Regions from separate parts of the Mus musculus genome. Here regions 2 and 3 are each linked to region 1. A link is a contact called in public Hi-C data. All regions are on one chromosome and are shown on one strand. Each heading gives the region's core, a stretch centred on a gene start, on an enhancer-like site or on the middle of the called end of the contact. The rest is flanking DNA. Distances are from core to core; before and after follow the strand shown.

Region 1 (4,804 bases), core at 657-3,156:
TAAACCGAAAGTATAAACCGCTACACGTGTTTGTGCTTTGTTTATGATGAATGTGTTTCATTTTGGAAATTACTTTTACAAGCTGCAATACCCTTCACTTGAGGCTTCTGACCATATTTGCTTGTGGAACAACTATCTTTATGTACGATGGAAATTAAACTAGGTAGTGTCCAGAGAGTGGGAAGACTCATTGAGACAGCAGTTACATGTGACCTGGCGTGATGGACCCGGCTTCCCTCTTACTCAACAAGTACTTGTGTAAGGAGCAGAATATCTGAAGAGTTGAAGCCTCAGTTATACAAAACATATTCATGACAAAATGCCTTCAGACATTTTGTCTTTAAATATGTGCAGCTACAATAAATACCAATGGATAGCTGACTAATGTTAACGTTTGACAGTTTTTACTGCAGGGACAATCGCTGACCTGCGATGGTAACCCGGGGACATAAAGGTGCATCTATAGATTGTTAGTGTAACAAAAAGCATTAGCAAATTGGAGGCGAAAAGCTACAGGTGGAAACAAAAAGGAGATCAAATAAGGAAAGCAGAAAGGAATGCCAAAGGACTTATGTTCTTTAATGAAAATAAATTAGTTATCATAATGCTTTCAATATTAGAGATTCTAATTTGAGAAATATAGGACAAATACTTTGTCAAAGTGCAAATGAAGAGCTTTAAAATAAGACAATCAAATAGGTAAAATAGAAGATTGCTAACAGAGCAGCTACGTATCTCTGAGTGCCTGGGATGACAGGAAGCCTTTTCAGGAAGGAACTGCAGCGTTGTCAATCTCGATTAAACAGATTATGGTCTTTTGATTATCAAACTCATTATTTTAGAGGCAACCAATTAGGATCTACGAGCTAACCTGCAAAATTCTGACTTACGGCAAACTGCTCCCTAGGATACAATTTTTAAAACCTTTTTTCCCTACTACTGAAAATGTACAGAAATGTGACTTGACCACAGAAATGGCAGTAAAAAAGGCATCACACCAATGAATTCACTAGGTTTCTAACTCATCCTGCAGTAGGCAGGGGACGCTGCTGCTAATACCGTTGGTGGATGCTGAAGGGGGAGCCATGGAAACGTAGCATGGGAGAACAGTTCTGGATGTTTCAAAGAAACCCTTTATCCCCTGTCTAGATATGTCAAGAACGATTTATTTACAACACTTTAGATCAATTAAAAGATATAATCTTGTCTCAGTTTCCGCTTGCTCCGTGCAGTTTGATTTTTTTTTAAGGCGATATTCCAGTTTGTGATTGCTCTGAACTTGTCCAGTTTCTTGATATAAAGTTTGGATGACATCCAAATCCTTCATGCAGTGGGGGGAACTTTTTTCTTTTTCTCTTTTTGAATCTAAAGCTACACTGCACTGTCTCTCTGTGATGTTTGCGTGATTTTGGTTCTTCCGTAGCTGCCAAAGCTCCCACCATGGAACCGGGGGCTTTAGGATCAGTTTAGGTCTGCCTGCGCGCACACCGTGCCGTGCCGCCTACGCGCGTCGCACGCCGGCGCTCCCGGGCTTCGGCGCCTCGTATAGATCTATGCGTGTGACAGTGGAAATAAATTAAAACGCCGTGAGACGGAACCCAGGAAGATCGGCCTGCGTGGAGGCGGGCGGGGGCCCCTCGCCTTGGGGCTCATCTGCCCGCGGCCGAGGCGCCAGGCTGCAGGGCGCCCGGCAGCTTGTCGGAGCCCGGCACCTTCCAGGGCCCCGGCGCCATCGTCGCCTTGCGCGCTGGGCCGCCCCCCGTGGGCCGCGCTGCGGGTCGGGCCCCCGAGCGCACACCCACCTTGGCCTCGGCCTCCCGCGCGCCCGCGGCCCCGAGGCCCTCACGCCGGCCGCGCAGCGCCTCCTTCCCGTCGGCCGCCTCCGAGGCGGGCCTGCCGGCCTCGGGCCGCCCCTGGCCGCCGGGCACCTCCTCCAGCCTGGGCCGCGCACTGCGCTGCGGGCTCGCCGAGCGCTCCCTCTGCTCCCCCAGGCGCTGCTTCTTCTGGCCGCCGGCCGAAAGCTCCTTTGGTTTCCTAACGTCGTGTTCCCTTTGGATATCCCAAGTTGGGTCTGGGCCTATCTGGTGGGAAGGGTCGGAGGGTGGGGCTGGATGTGATGGAGAGAATGGAGAGAGGATGTCTTCGAGGGAGACGCCTACTTCCGGCAGGCCTGGGGCGGCGGCAGCGGCAGCACTCCAGGCGTGGGGTTCGTCTGTGGACAGGAAGCACAGGCGTTAGGGCGCGCCGCGTCCCCGCGCTCCAGCTAACTCCCCCACCCCCATGCCGGGGACCCGGGCTGGCAGCCAGGCGGCTGCTCTCAAGGGCCCCGCCACATCCCTCAACTGCCCAGAGGGCAGCCAGCCGCACCCCGGGGTTCCGTCCCCCACCCGTCCCGGGCAGCCATCGCTCAAGAGTTCAAGGCACAGCTCGGGCCTAATCCCTTTGCCTCAGTCTGCTCTTAATTTCTGGGGTCACGCCTAGCATGGCCACTGACTTGGCAATAAATCACCGGTTCTCAGACCTCACTGTGGAAATACAAGTTGCCCAGCGACCCAGCCCAGCAGGTCCCAGCAGTATAGAGACCAGGTGCTCCTCTGTTTTTAGCAGGCCTTCTGCGATTCTTGGGATGGATCTGAGTCCTCCTCAAAGGAGTTGGGTGTGTGATTTTCTCAGCCGTTAGGTGTCGCTCAAAGCATAGTTCTCAGCAATTGCCTAATAACCTTGGGATTTGGATTGATTCATCTGAAAACTATCATTGCTTTCTTGCCCGAAAAGAAAATCATTGTCTTTGATTTTTTTTTTTTTTTTTTTTTGTAGTTTTAACATGGATGGCTCCTAGACTAAGATAAACGGGACTGATTCTAGAAAGCCTAGCTTTAAGGCCATTGAGGATTTACTCTGTTGCCTTCCAAGCAACTATGTTGACTTTCCAAAAAAGTATATATAACATAAAACAAAACACTGGCCGGAAACCAAGTAGGGGGCAGATGTGTTGGATTCAGTGAGTTAGTTATGACCACCAGCAATAACATTTCCCTGGAATTTTCTTACCCCAAGGCAAAATCAAGCAGGGAAATTCAATACAGGAACCCTTGATATTTGTGAGGAAAATGTCTCATGACCTTTGAAAAGATCTTAAGTTTTATAATTCTCAGAATGTTATTTTCTCTAAGGAATTAGTATATGAGTGGGACACAAAGAAGCCACATTTATATTGAGTTCTGGGTGGCTGTTGATTCTTTTCCACTAGTAGGTGGTAAGGTTAGTGATCTTGAGTCCGCCCAGCTCATGAATACCAGGAGCCTGCTTTGTTTTAAAGTTGAGATGTGTATATGGTACTTCTTCTGATGGTGACTTAGACGAGGACAGGAAGAGGACAGTGGAGTTGCTCTCTTCCCCAACAGTTCTGGCCACCTTTAAACTATCAGAGTAGTTGCACACACTTTGTCCTTTGCTGTGAGATCTGAATAGGTCACTCTGAGTACAGCCTTATCTTCCTTCTCTCCATAAACTGATGTCCATGAATCTTTTCAGTTTGGAAACCAAGTATCCTTGGTTACCTTCGGAATAATCTGGAATTAGTCGATGTGTTCAGTGGAAACCCCTACTGTGGGCTACAGTTAAAAATCAGACTAGCATTTGATAGAAAGCAGCAACTTGCCAGTGTAGGAAAATATGCCTGAAACAGTTAAACACGAATTCTAAAGACCTGGGGGGGTTAGTGCCCAGGACCATGGTGATGACAGTTTGCATGTTAATAGCTCGTACTCCCACCATTATATCACATATGGCCGAGGCAATGAGCTGGCCTGAAATCACTTCTGAGACACAGGGAGAGGGTAAGTAGCTTGACCAAAATTATTGAATGAGCACCCTAGAGTAACATTTGGGTTTCTTTACCCATTTTACTGAGTGAGAAAATTGTCCCAGCCTATTGACATGCAAATAAGATTAAATCAAGTGACACAGACCTTAGTGGCCATCCTGCCTAAAGGCGACCGGCCCCATCTCCCAACAGAGCACTTAGCATTTGTTCCTCAGAACCACGTAAGGTATTGAACAGGAGAGTTCTGGTCAGACCATGAGAAAGATTAACTCACACATGGAGGTAGCTGCCCTTGGCTTGGCCTGGGATCGTCTCTGAAGCCTTATTCTTTGTCCTTCTCCTCTTTCCTATCTCCAATCACTCTTTATGATAAGCTAGAAGATGGGCTTATCTACAAATGCAAGTCTTACTATAAAAAGATTTTTTTCAAGGGATTTTAATAGGCAATCAAATACTTAACTGAAGGAGAAAGGAAAAGTTTTTGTGTTCTACCCCACTGAACCCAGTGGTGCTTTAGTGTCAGCTCCAGAGGATACCTCTGTGTATTCACCTTCATATACCACGGCTGAGTATTTCCATAAACAGGCTGGACTCAGAGCTTTATGCCACCTAGCCTCCTGTTCTCCGACCTCATCAGGGATTTAGTCTTAGGAGTTTTTCTTCGCCATAGCATTTCCTGGGTGTTCTCTTACTTGTAAAGCTCTATGGAAAGTGTTCCTGTTGAGCTCCGTCCTCCCCAGTGGCTCTACCCCAGTCCCTCCATCTGCCTTCTTGATATCTCTCCTTGAAAAGTGCACTGTCACCTTCCGATGTCTCAACTAAACACCAGGAACCTTCCCTCCAAGCTACTCTCCATGCCTCCTCGGTGTCTCTCCTTGATGGATGGTATTGTCATCACATGGTGTCACCCTAGGTCCCCGACTTTCTTGAATCTCACAAATACAAGGCATCGGTTTAGTTCTGGCTTCAGACATGCAT
Region 2 (4,804 bases), core at 784-3,283, 120 kb after region 1:
TGCAAGAAAGTGATTTCTTTAATTATTGTTTGAAAATGTCATTATGATATTTGAATGATTTCTATCTTAGAAAGCTACATCCGTTCTAGACTAAAAGCTGATTTTTCTCAGAGGCGTTCCAGTGTCTCTCTAACTGAACATTCAGTGCAGCTTCAGTTGCCCGCTCTGTCCTTGGCTTTTGCATGCATGTATTCAACCAAGCACACATTAAAATAAAAGCCACGTGTGTACTGAATACACACAGACTGTGCTTCTCATCATTATGAGCTTTGTCTTGTTCCTCGATCAAATCACAACCATTTATAAAATGTTAATACAGATTTACGAATTGTAAGCAATTTAGAGATGATTTGAAGTATGTGGGGAAAACATATGGTGGCCATCCCTTGTAGCATAGATGACTTGGGCATCTGTGTGGTTTGATAGCATAAGAGCCTGCAAGCAGTCTCCATGGATACCGAGAAGTGACTGTATTAAGTCTCAGCCTATTAGAGTTTCTTGCTTCTTAAATTTAATGCACTTGTCTTTCTTTTAGGGACATGGAGAAAATGTTTAGTAAGTACTGACTCTGGGCCTTTTGTGTCCTGAAGTTTTGCTGTAGTGCACTTGATGTGGTTGGTATGAGGACTTGTTTCTATGAGATACTTGGGAGCACCCATTATAGAATGTCTTTGATAATTCCTACTGTGTTTCTCTGCTCTCTCTTGCTACGGCTCTTCATTAGCTATCGTCCTCCAAAATTGGTCTGCAATTCTCTTAACATTTCTCTAAGACTTCATGCTTCTTTTTTGTTCTGTTTCACATGAGAGTTCATTTAATTTTATTCCCCAATGCTTATACTAAAAATTTAATTTAGTCATGATAATTTCAATATCTAAGAATTCTTTCTTTAACAATATTGCTCTTTTTAATAAAAAATAGTATTCTGCTTTTATGTGATTATAATGCTAGTTTAGACAGTTGGGAATCACAGGAGACCCTAGAATTTTCAATAAATTTTTGTTTATTAAAGATGTCCATTATGTGGTATTATATAATAACAGTACAAAACTGACTAGGATGGCTGTATTCCTGCTGTATACTTATCATTTTTTACTTATTTTTCTGCCTCTAATTTTCTGGTTTTTTTTATTAGATATTTTCTTCATTTACATTTCAGATACATTTCCCCAAAGCCCCCCATAACCTCCCTCTAATTTTCTTTTGAGGTGCTGGGGATAAAACTCAGGGCCGTGTGCAGCTTATTGCCAGCACTTGCTTTTCTATTTAAAACTGCTTAAACATTTATTTACTTATTGTGTGTGTGTGTGTGTGTGTGTGTGTGTGTGTGTGTAAGTCCCTTTACCATCTGAGCCACCTCACTGACCCTGCTGATGTTTTGATTTAAAAAAACCTTCATGTTTTATTTTGTCCTGGGTTTTACAGCTCTGAGCCTCTCAGAATTCCTAAAGACAAAGAATGGGTATATATGTGGTCTCTCCATCTGTCTTTGTTCTCTGACTTGCAAAGTAAGTTGCTACTTTTTTTAATCTTTAACCTGCTCTACCCACTCCTGCCCTGTCCTACTTCTGTCCCTCCTCCTCCTGCTGACGCCTTTCCTACTGTACTACAATGGGGTCTGAGAAATCGGAGGTGATAAACATATTTCCATTTTGCCACCATCAATCAGCAAATGAAAAAATCAATTAAAGACCGTATTCAGTTGCTGCCTTTAGTACTTTGGGGGCCTTAGTAAGAGATTTGGAATCCACTTGAAATACAAATGAGAAATAATAATGAATTCATACTAAAAACAATTTCTGTTGTTTGTTTCCTGTAGCACAGACGACTGACCTCTTCCGAGTGCTCTCTAAATGTCATACAATTATATTTTATCAACACGGGCTTGGGGTTAAAATGCTCAATAAAACCACACTTTCTCTCTTCCGTATCTGTATCTCTCCTCCGTATCCCATATCAAAGCACAGGAGACTTCACGCCCATCAACGTTCCTGGTGCTGAGTAATTTCTCAGCGGCCCAGTAGGGATGACTGATAGCTACAAGCAGGTGCCGCTGACAAATCCCGTTTCTCATTCTTACAGATGCCACACGCTCTGTCTCTGCCAGCTCCCTTTTCCTTCACAGCCTCTGAAATTGTGTTTTGTAAGAAGTCACTAGGCTATCATCACACGGTTCCCTGTTACAATCTGCAAATGTCAAAAGCAATCAGGTGCACTATCAGCCTTCCATTGTATTCCCCCGAGCCCCGAGGCAGATAATAACTTCTTGCAATATTTCCTTAATGTAAATGGAAACAGATACTAGCCCAGGCAAATGATCCCTCCTGAGCCAGCTGTCCTTTGCAATATGTTATCCCCAAGATTACATGAATATTTATTGACTTCAGGGTTTCCCCCGCCCTAACTGAAGCCAAAGTTTTACTAACAGGGTATAGCATGCTTTAACTTGAAATGGTCTAATTTTGCATGATTAGGAAAAAAAAAACTCCAAATATGAAAAGGCCTTAAGCGAAGTACCCAGGAGCCAGGAGATCATATATTAACTTTGAAAACAACTTGCAGTATGACCGCCGAGTGGTTAAATAAATTGTTTCAGCACGTGAGAGTTTTGTGTGTGGTTCTCTTCACGCGTATTCCTCTTTGTGAGCATCACACTCTGTAGCTTACTTTCCATCTCTGTTTGTGGACAGTTTCTTTCAACACTTGTATTTTCGGTACTGCAGCTACACACATTATCACTTTTAACTAAACAACACTTTACATACTATGTTTCTGCAATAATTTTGCGAGATTGTTATTGCAAAATGACTTTTATTTCGCTAAAATGAGAAATGCAAACGGACCAGGGAGTCCCCAGATGCATACAGCAAGATGACAATTATCCTCCAGAGGGAAGAGACCAAGAGCAAAATCATACTTCACCCAAGATCTATAGATGGAAAAAACCCAAAAAACAAGAACCATGAAAACATCTTTAGTGTTGTTGGTCTTTAGGGAAAAAGTATAATGTAAAGTTGAAGTCGAGATGCTGCTGTGTGCCTACTGGGATGCTTAATGTGTCTACATGAAATGATCACAAAGTGGAAAAGCTTGGAAATAATTTCAAAGATGGAAAGCATCCAGCCCTCCCATCTGAGCCACTGAGGACCAGGCGTCCACGATCCATCACGGCCATCCTCAATACTTACCAAATGAAAATACCTTTGCATGTTCTTTTAAAATTACAGAGCCTATTTTCACACCAAGATTTACAAAAAGATGCCTGCCAGCTTTGTTTGTGATTATTCCAAACAAAAAGCAACCCCAAAGTCTCTCAACTAAGGACTGATAAACTGTGGCACATCCATAAGATGGAGAACTATGAAGTCAAATGAACCAAATATCAATACAAGAAACGACAACTGGCAAAGCTAAAATGAATTACGTGAGATGCAAAGACATCAGAGCCAGAAACTCGGTACAATAATTTTATACAGAGAAAGGTAAAATATTAGAACAGAAAAAAAATATCAGTGGGTCACAGAGATGGGCAGGTGTGAGGCCTCATGGCTTCATTTTGACTATGGCTGTAAAACTAAGCATACTCTTTAAAACTTAGACTACCGATTACACTACAGATTACAGATCTCTACTCTATTGGAATCAAACCTTAAAAAACAGGAAGAAGAGTGAGATAAACAGGGGAAACAAAGGCAGTGGGCAAATATAGAGATAGATAAACAATTGGCATAGACTGAGCAGGAGGAAAGAGTTGGGCAACGGAGTGTGGAGGGTCTCTGGGAATCACCAGAGGAAGAGCTATGTAATCTGGGTTTGGCAGGGCACATGGGATCCTCCCAAATGGCAGTGTGGAGGGAGACGAGCTATCACCACCACCTGTGCTGTCATTTGCACAGGCAGATCTGTGGGTTAGTGAGGTCTGTTATGTGCAGTGACACACACCAGTAGATGCAAATCCCAGTGAGCCTAGCACAGAGGAGGGAGGCTAGATCATGAAAGGTCTCACCCGCTGTACAGGTTCTGGCTTTAATCTGAGAGTCAAATGGGAGCTGCTAATCCATGGAATCAGGACAGGTAGCTGAGCTCATCAGGAACAGAGTACAGTGTTAAGTGAGGAGTGGAACACAGGGTGGGGGGGGGGGCAGAGGCAAAGGTACAAGCTGACACAAGGACACTGAAAGTTCTATCTCCTAAGTCACGCTAGTCCTATGTGGCCAGTGGCTACAGGTTAGTGCTGCATGCAGAATGACCCATTTCCTGGGTGGGAGAAGATTCTGTTGAAGGTTGCTGGCTTAGTACTCCATACCAGTATTTGCAGTGTCTGAGGGCAAGCACACTGTAATCTCTGTGAATCTGCCTTAATCTCTCAAGGGTGATAAGACAGCTATGTATATATTTAACTAAGAGACAGAACATGGACACTGATTGGGGTTGAGTGGACGCATCACTCCCAGTAGCGAGCAGATTTTAGTTGTATTTTCAATAGGCTCAGGGCCCATGGGACTGTGGCTATTTCTCATCTTGCTTTTCCTTGAGCAGCTCTGAGGAACATTCCAATGATACCTTCCCTGTTAGGACAATCTTTCTCGGGTTATTTCAACTGCTTGGTGCCAGAAACCACAACGGCAAAAGCCTCCAGAATGTGTGTTGTCCTTGCTTTCTGGAAGGTCCTCCTCTCACTAGGAACCCATGAATATAGAGCCTTGTGAGGAACATCCTTGGAGCAGAAGGTATGAGCTAAGTCCCTCTTGGAAACAGACTGGTTCACCAGGACCCCACATCCAGGTGTGGAACAAACCCTTAC
Region 3 (4,804 bases), core at 1,548-4,047, 67 kb after region 1:
CAGGCCTCAGAAGGATGCAGCCACAAGGTGGAGGCATCTCTTTGCTTTTAGCATTACTGAATCTGCTGCTCGCATAACTGTCAGCCATGGTGATTGCTCCTATGAGAAAGAAGCACTGGGAAATAAGCTCCCATGGAACTCCTAATTATTCCTCACAGAGTATAGCTAGAGAGCAGAGACCATGCTCCCTGTTTTTATAATATATTCTGTAGCATTTAGTGTGTGTTATATATGTGTATGTTGTGTGTATATATGTATCTGTGAGTGCATATGTTCATGTATGTTGTGTATGCATGTGTGTGTGTGTGTGTGTGTGTGTGTGTACATGCATATGTGTATGTATGCTGCTGTGTAGTATGTGGCCTGTGGTATATGTGTGTTATGTGTGTATGCTGTGTGGTATGTGTGGTGTATATGTGCGTGTGGGAGTGGTGTGTAAGTGTGCGTGCGTGCATATATGTGTAGGCAACTGAGCAGAAGTGATTTGTTAATAAATATATGGTGGGTAAACAGGAGAGGGGGTAGCTGGCAATGATTATTATTTTCTGCCACTGCTATTATGGTCTGGGATGAGTTCTCCAAACCTATGTGCAGGAAACATAATTCTCAGCATATGGGTGTTGGAGGCAGGACTCGGGGTAGGTTTATGTCCTGCGAGCTCCATCCTGAGGAGTGGATGGATGGATATGAAGGGCTACTGGAGTGGGCCTGCACACTCGCCTTCTCCTGTGGACACAGAAGAGACCACACCAGATTCTGGCACCTTTATCTTGGACTTCTGAGATCATACCACTGAGAGAAAGACATTGCTCTTCTTCTTAAAGCCATTCTCAGAGACTCCACTGTACCAACAGGAAGACCTTCACAAATCATTCACAGTGGCAGAGGACAAGGAGACCACGTTTTTTTCTTCAGTACCCTCAGCCGGGAGAAAGACAGTGCTGTTCATTACTTGGAGGAGATGCAAATGACTGAATATTTACCTTTGCGGTTGTACTGGCCAGTTTTGTGTCAACTTGACACAAGCTAGAATCATCAAAGAGGACTGAGCCTCGGTTGAGAAAATGCCAATATAAGATCCAGCCCTGACAGGTCTGTAGGGCTTAAAAAAAAACAAACAAACAAACTAGTTATTTATGGGGGAACACTCAGGCCATTGTGAGGGGGCCATTCCTGGGCTGGTGGTCCTGAGTTCTATAGGAAAGCAGGCTGAGCAAGCCACGAGGAACAAGCCTGTACATAGTACCCCTTCCATGGCTTCTGCATCAGCTCCTGCCTCCACGACTCTGCATTGTTTGATTTCCTTTAATGATGAACAGTGCTGTGGAAGTGTAAGCCAAATGAACCTTTCCCCACCAAGTTTCTTTGGCCGTGGTGCTTCATCATAGCAATGGAAACCCAAACTAAAATAATAAGAAGGAGCGATGAGGGTGAATAGAATCAGAATATACTATCTGTTTCAAAATGCTACAATAAAATGCATTATTTTGTATAATCAAAAGAGACATAAAATATACATAACTGCATGCCCCAAATAGTCCTAATACCCAGTCCATCCAATTATGAGTGAGAATTCAGCAACGAAGAGTCGGGGACAGCTGTAACTGGGCATAAGCCTTGTCAGCAATGAATGGCTCTGAATATCCCTGATCATCTTAGCCTTTCTCTTGAGATGATAACTGTAAAGACATCATGAAGTCTCAGATCAACAGCATCATGTATGTCCTTGCGCAGTATTTGAACTATGCACAAAGACTACATAAGTGAGAGAAATCATGGCAGTAGCAGGCACTGGTGTCTACTGCCTCGGCCATAACAGACACACAGTCTTTCATTAAGGGTTTAATTTCAGGGCTGTGGAGACCCTTTACTCTTCATATGATACCAAGTATTATTGGCAATGTATGTGTTGATTATAATAATTTTTCTATTGAAGTACTAAATCTAAATAAATAGGAAGCCAGGGATCATTGAGTCAACAGTCACTATGATACACAAAACAAACATTATCCATTTATTTTCTTTTTACTACTTAAAGTCACATATTAATTACTTAAATTTTGCATCTAGGAATGTAGCCGAGTGTCTAAAAATCTGTTTCTGTTCGACTTAATTCAGATTGTCCATCCATGCATGAGAACAGCTGAGCTATGAAATTGGGCAGCATGTTTTCTGGCAATAATGGGCAGATAATATTCCTTAGGAGTATTTAAGTGACATCACTATCAATAGGTTAATTGAAAATGAAAATGTAAAGCTTTCGTAAATCATGAGCCTAAAAGGTCCCTGGCTTATGGTAGCTTTGCCATGTCCTCTTGAAACCCTCTCACTCTGCAGTCTGATTGATGCAATGGTGGCTGCTCTCAGGATTCCATGGCAAGTCATGGTTTTCAAAGGGAGCTTTCCCAAACAGATCTTGACTCAAACATATTAGTCTGTCTCTTCCTCTCTTACATTTTTGAAAACTGACTCCTGCACCCAATGAAAGGATGTTGAGTGGAGAGGAGAAACACAATTTGAAGTGAGGAGGCCAGAGCTGACTGCAGTCGGGGATGTCAGAAGCCAGAGATATGAGAGAGTATTGGCTAAGCGCTAATACTCTCTCAGGCATCCCAGCTAGCTTCAAAGAATTCTAAGCCCTCCCTGTGAACCTCTTTTTCCTTACACCCCCAGATAGATCCATGCATTTGCAGTTTCGTCTCCATGTAAAATTCAGTCGGTTATCCTGGAGCCTGTGCAGCTGTGGTCCACCCAGATGAATACCACAGGCAATTTACAACAACACACCCATTCAACATAGTCTCATGCCAGAGATTCTTTTGAGATGTGTTAGAAACATGATCACATTTTGCTCTGAAATAAGCAGACAAATCTGTGGTGGGAGAGAACTGACAGAAGAATTTACAGTTAAATGTGGAGAAGGAAAGGGAGCCGATTGACGAGTGACGCAGAACAAGTGCCGCGGGCGTGAGGAGATGGGATTAACTCTCTGCATGATTACTTAATTTGAAGTACCCATGGCACATCTGTTTACACTCCTCTTTTTTTGTAATACATATTTTTTCATATGCCTTGGGCTGACATCCTTAACTCTGCGTGAGCCTCTGGGAATCACTTTGGTGTCCTTCAGGATGCTCCCCCTGTTCCGGAAGGTTTGCCATTTCAGGTTCTCTCCTAGACTATATTCCTGATCATCCTTTCCAGTGTGTTTCTTGCAGTTTTGTGTAATGACTAAATACGTCTGAGGGAAGGCTCCCAGGCCTGCTCGGGTTCACCGCTGTATCGATACTTTTAGGGGCTGGTCCTGTGTTGTCAATGATGTTGGTGATGCTGCAGACTCATTTTATGATGTGGTCTCTCGTCACCAAGAGGGCTGAATAAGAATGTAAATGAAGATTGCCTAGCTTCGCTGCTCCTTCTAGAAAAAAAATGCTTCTTCTGATGGAAAATCCTTTTCTAATCACCTTTGTTTTTCAAGATCATCACGTTGTTATTATAAGTGGTTTGATTAAACTGTCTCTGGCCACTGAGGCATAAATATAAAATTGATTAATTTGTCCAATAACTGCTACCAGCTGTGCTCTGTCAGCCGCTGTCCCTTCCCTGCTGGGTAGCAGTTCAAGTCCATTATTTTTCAACATTTTAAGCCATTAAAAATATATCGCAGCGTCATACGAGAAGCTACCCCGACTCCCCCTCTTTGACACAGACTAGAGGGAAGGATTGAGTTGCTTAAATGAATGAAAGGTTTTGCTCTCCCATGTTCTGAACCCTCTCTCTTCTTCATTTCCTTGGGCTTCTAGAGGGGCTCTGGTGGTGCGGACATTTCTGAGCTGCTGGCGCCAAGCCTGGCCTGCTCCCTCCTCCGCACCTGACGTACATCTTTCCGTGACATATGTATGCCAGAAGTAATACACAATGCTGGGTTGTTTTACAGGTTTACATAAGCACCATCACATACATGATTCTTTAACATCCTTTTTAAAACTTAATATTATGTTGTTAAAATGTCTCCCAGTAGAAAATGCAGTTTACCCGTGTAAGCTACTGTAGAACTCTGTATCCCACAAATGGCATACTGCTTACTTTTATATTCTACTGATAGCCATAGGCACTCTCTCCTACACTCAGTCTTTACAATGAGGACCGATGTGACAGTGATTACTGTCTCCTGGTGTAGATGAGTAAAACCAGAGAAGAGACATAATGGTGAAGTTTTGACCTATCGGTAAATGTATATATCCAAATTTATTGGATGTTGCCAATTTTCTCTCCAAAGACTCCACGACTAACAGACAAGAGCTCCCTGTCCCTCTTGTTACTGTCCTTGTTTAGAAATGCCAGTTGTTTATTTTTAGCATTTGCCTGCTTGATAGATGACATCACAATGTCGATTCCTTAATTTGTATTTTCATGATGGTAAGTATCTTTCAAGATTATTTTAGTCACTGGGGTTTCCTTTCTACAGCTTTTCTCATTCTGCACTTCTCTCATGCTTTCTGTCTGGCTTGTACTTCTTGTAATTCATGCAGGTTTAAAAAAGTATATTTATATGTTCTGGATAGTGTTCATTTATTGCAATTTTCAAGTGCAAATTCATTTTCAAATGCAAGTGGTTTCCAAAATCTTTAGGTTACAGTCAGTAAAAAGTGATCAGAATTCAGGCTTAAGAACAATGCCTTCCCTTCCTCCTCCCACTTCACTTACACGGCATTAAATGCATTAAGTACCAATTATTAACTCAAACATTTTAATTGCAATTTACAGACAAAGGTTTTACTGGAAGTTATTCCCCAGCTGTATG

What was found. A called contact is a pair of places that touch in the nucleus more often than the background predicts.
Region 2: a Hi-C map of cerebral cortex shows a contact between it and region 1, with 2.5 times the contacts expected there. The contact joins two enhancer-like sites. A contact is called at or near these places in 5 of 39 promoter capture datasets (embryonic stem cells, hippocampal neurons, liver and 2 more), 2 of 484 Hi-C or Micro-C datasets (cerebral cortex and nephron progenitors), 2 of 115 datasets of contacts at active chromatin or transcription factors (bone marrow-derived macrophages and embryonic stem cells) and 1 of 9 other capture datasets (adipose tissue).
Region 3: a contact with region 1 is called in a Hi-C map of myocytes, with 2.8 times the contacts expected there. The contact joins two enhancer-like sites. A contact is called at or near these places in 2 of 39 promoter capture datasets (embryonic stem cells and stem cell-derived epiblast-like cells), 6 of 484 Hi-C or Micro-C datasets (MC3T3-E1-derived osteoblasts, bone marrow-derived macrophages, cerebellar granule neurons and 3 more), 5 of 115 datasets of contacts at active chromatin or transcription factors (T-cell acute lymphoblastic leukemia, bone marrow-derived macrophages and embryonic stem cells) and 1 of 9 other capture datasets (pancreatic islet).

Annotation. Positions count from the first base shown.
Region 1 is chr5:20,699,478-20,704,281 of GRCm38.p6, reverse strand. Magi2 (membrane associated guanylate kinase, WW and PDZ domain containing 2) reads right to left here. Exons shown (of 23, transcript NM_001170746.1): 23 at 1-2,212. The coding sequence ends at 2,156. Among named protein-coding and RNA genes, the nearest start is that of Gm52763, 20 kb to the right of the region's middle. Within about 2 kb of position 1,906, at least 415 of the 459 cell types and tissues checked have an H3K27ac peak or open chromatin away from gene starts, as enhancers often do. A contact at or near this core is called in cerebral cortex and myocytes, where this site is marked.
Region 2 is chr5:20,580,595-20,585,398 of GRCm38.p6, reverse strand. All of the region lies in intron 16 of Magi2 (membrane associated guanylate kinase, WW and PDZ domain containing 2), which reads right to left. Among named protein-coding and RNA genes, the nearest start is that of Gm52764, 40 kb to the right of the region's middle. Within about 2 kb of position 2,033, at least 11 of the 459 cell types and tissues checked have an H3K27ac peak or open chromatin away from gene starts, as enhancers often do. A contact at or near this core is called in cerebral cortex, where this site is marked.
Region 3 is chr5:20,633,059-20,637,862 of GRCm38.p6, reverse strand. The region is part of intron 20 of Magi2 (membrane associated guanylate kinase, WW and PDZ domain containing 2); the gene reads right to left. Among named protein-coding and RNA genes, the nearest start is that of Gm52763, 46 kb to the left of the region's middle. Within about 2 kb of position 2,797, at least 16 of the 459 cell types and tissues checked have an H3K27ac peak or open chromatin away from gene starts, as enhancers often do. A contact at or near this core is called in myocytes, where this site is marked.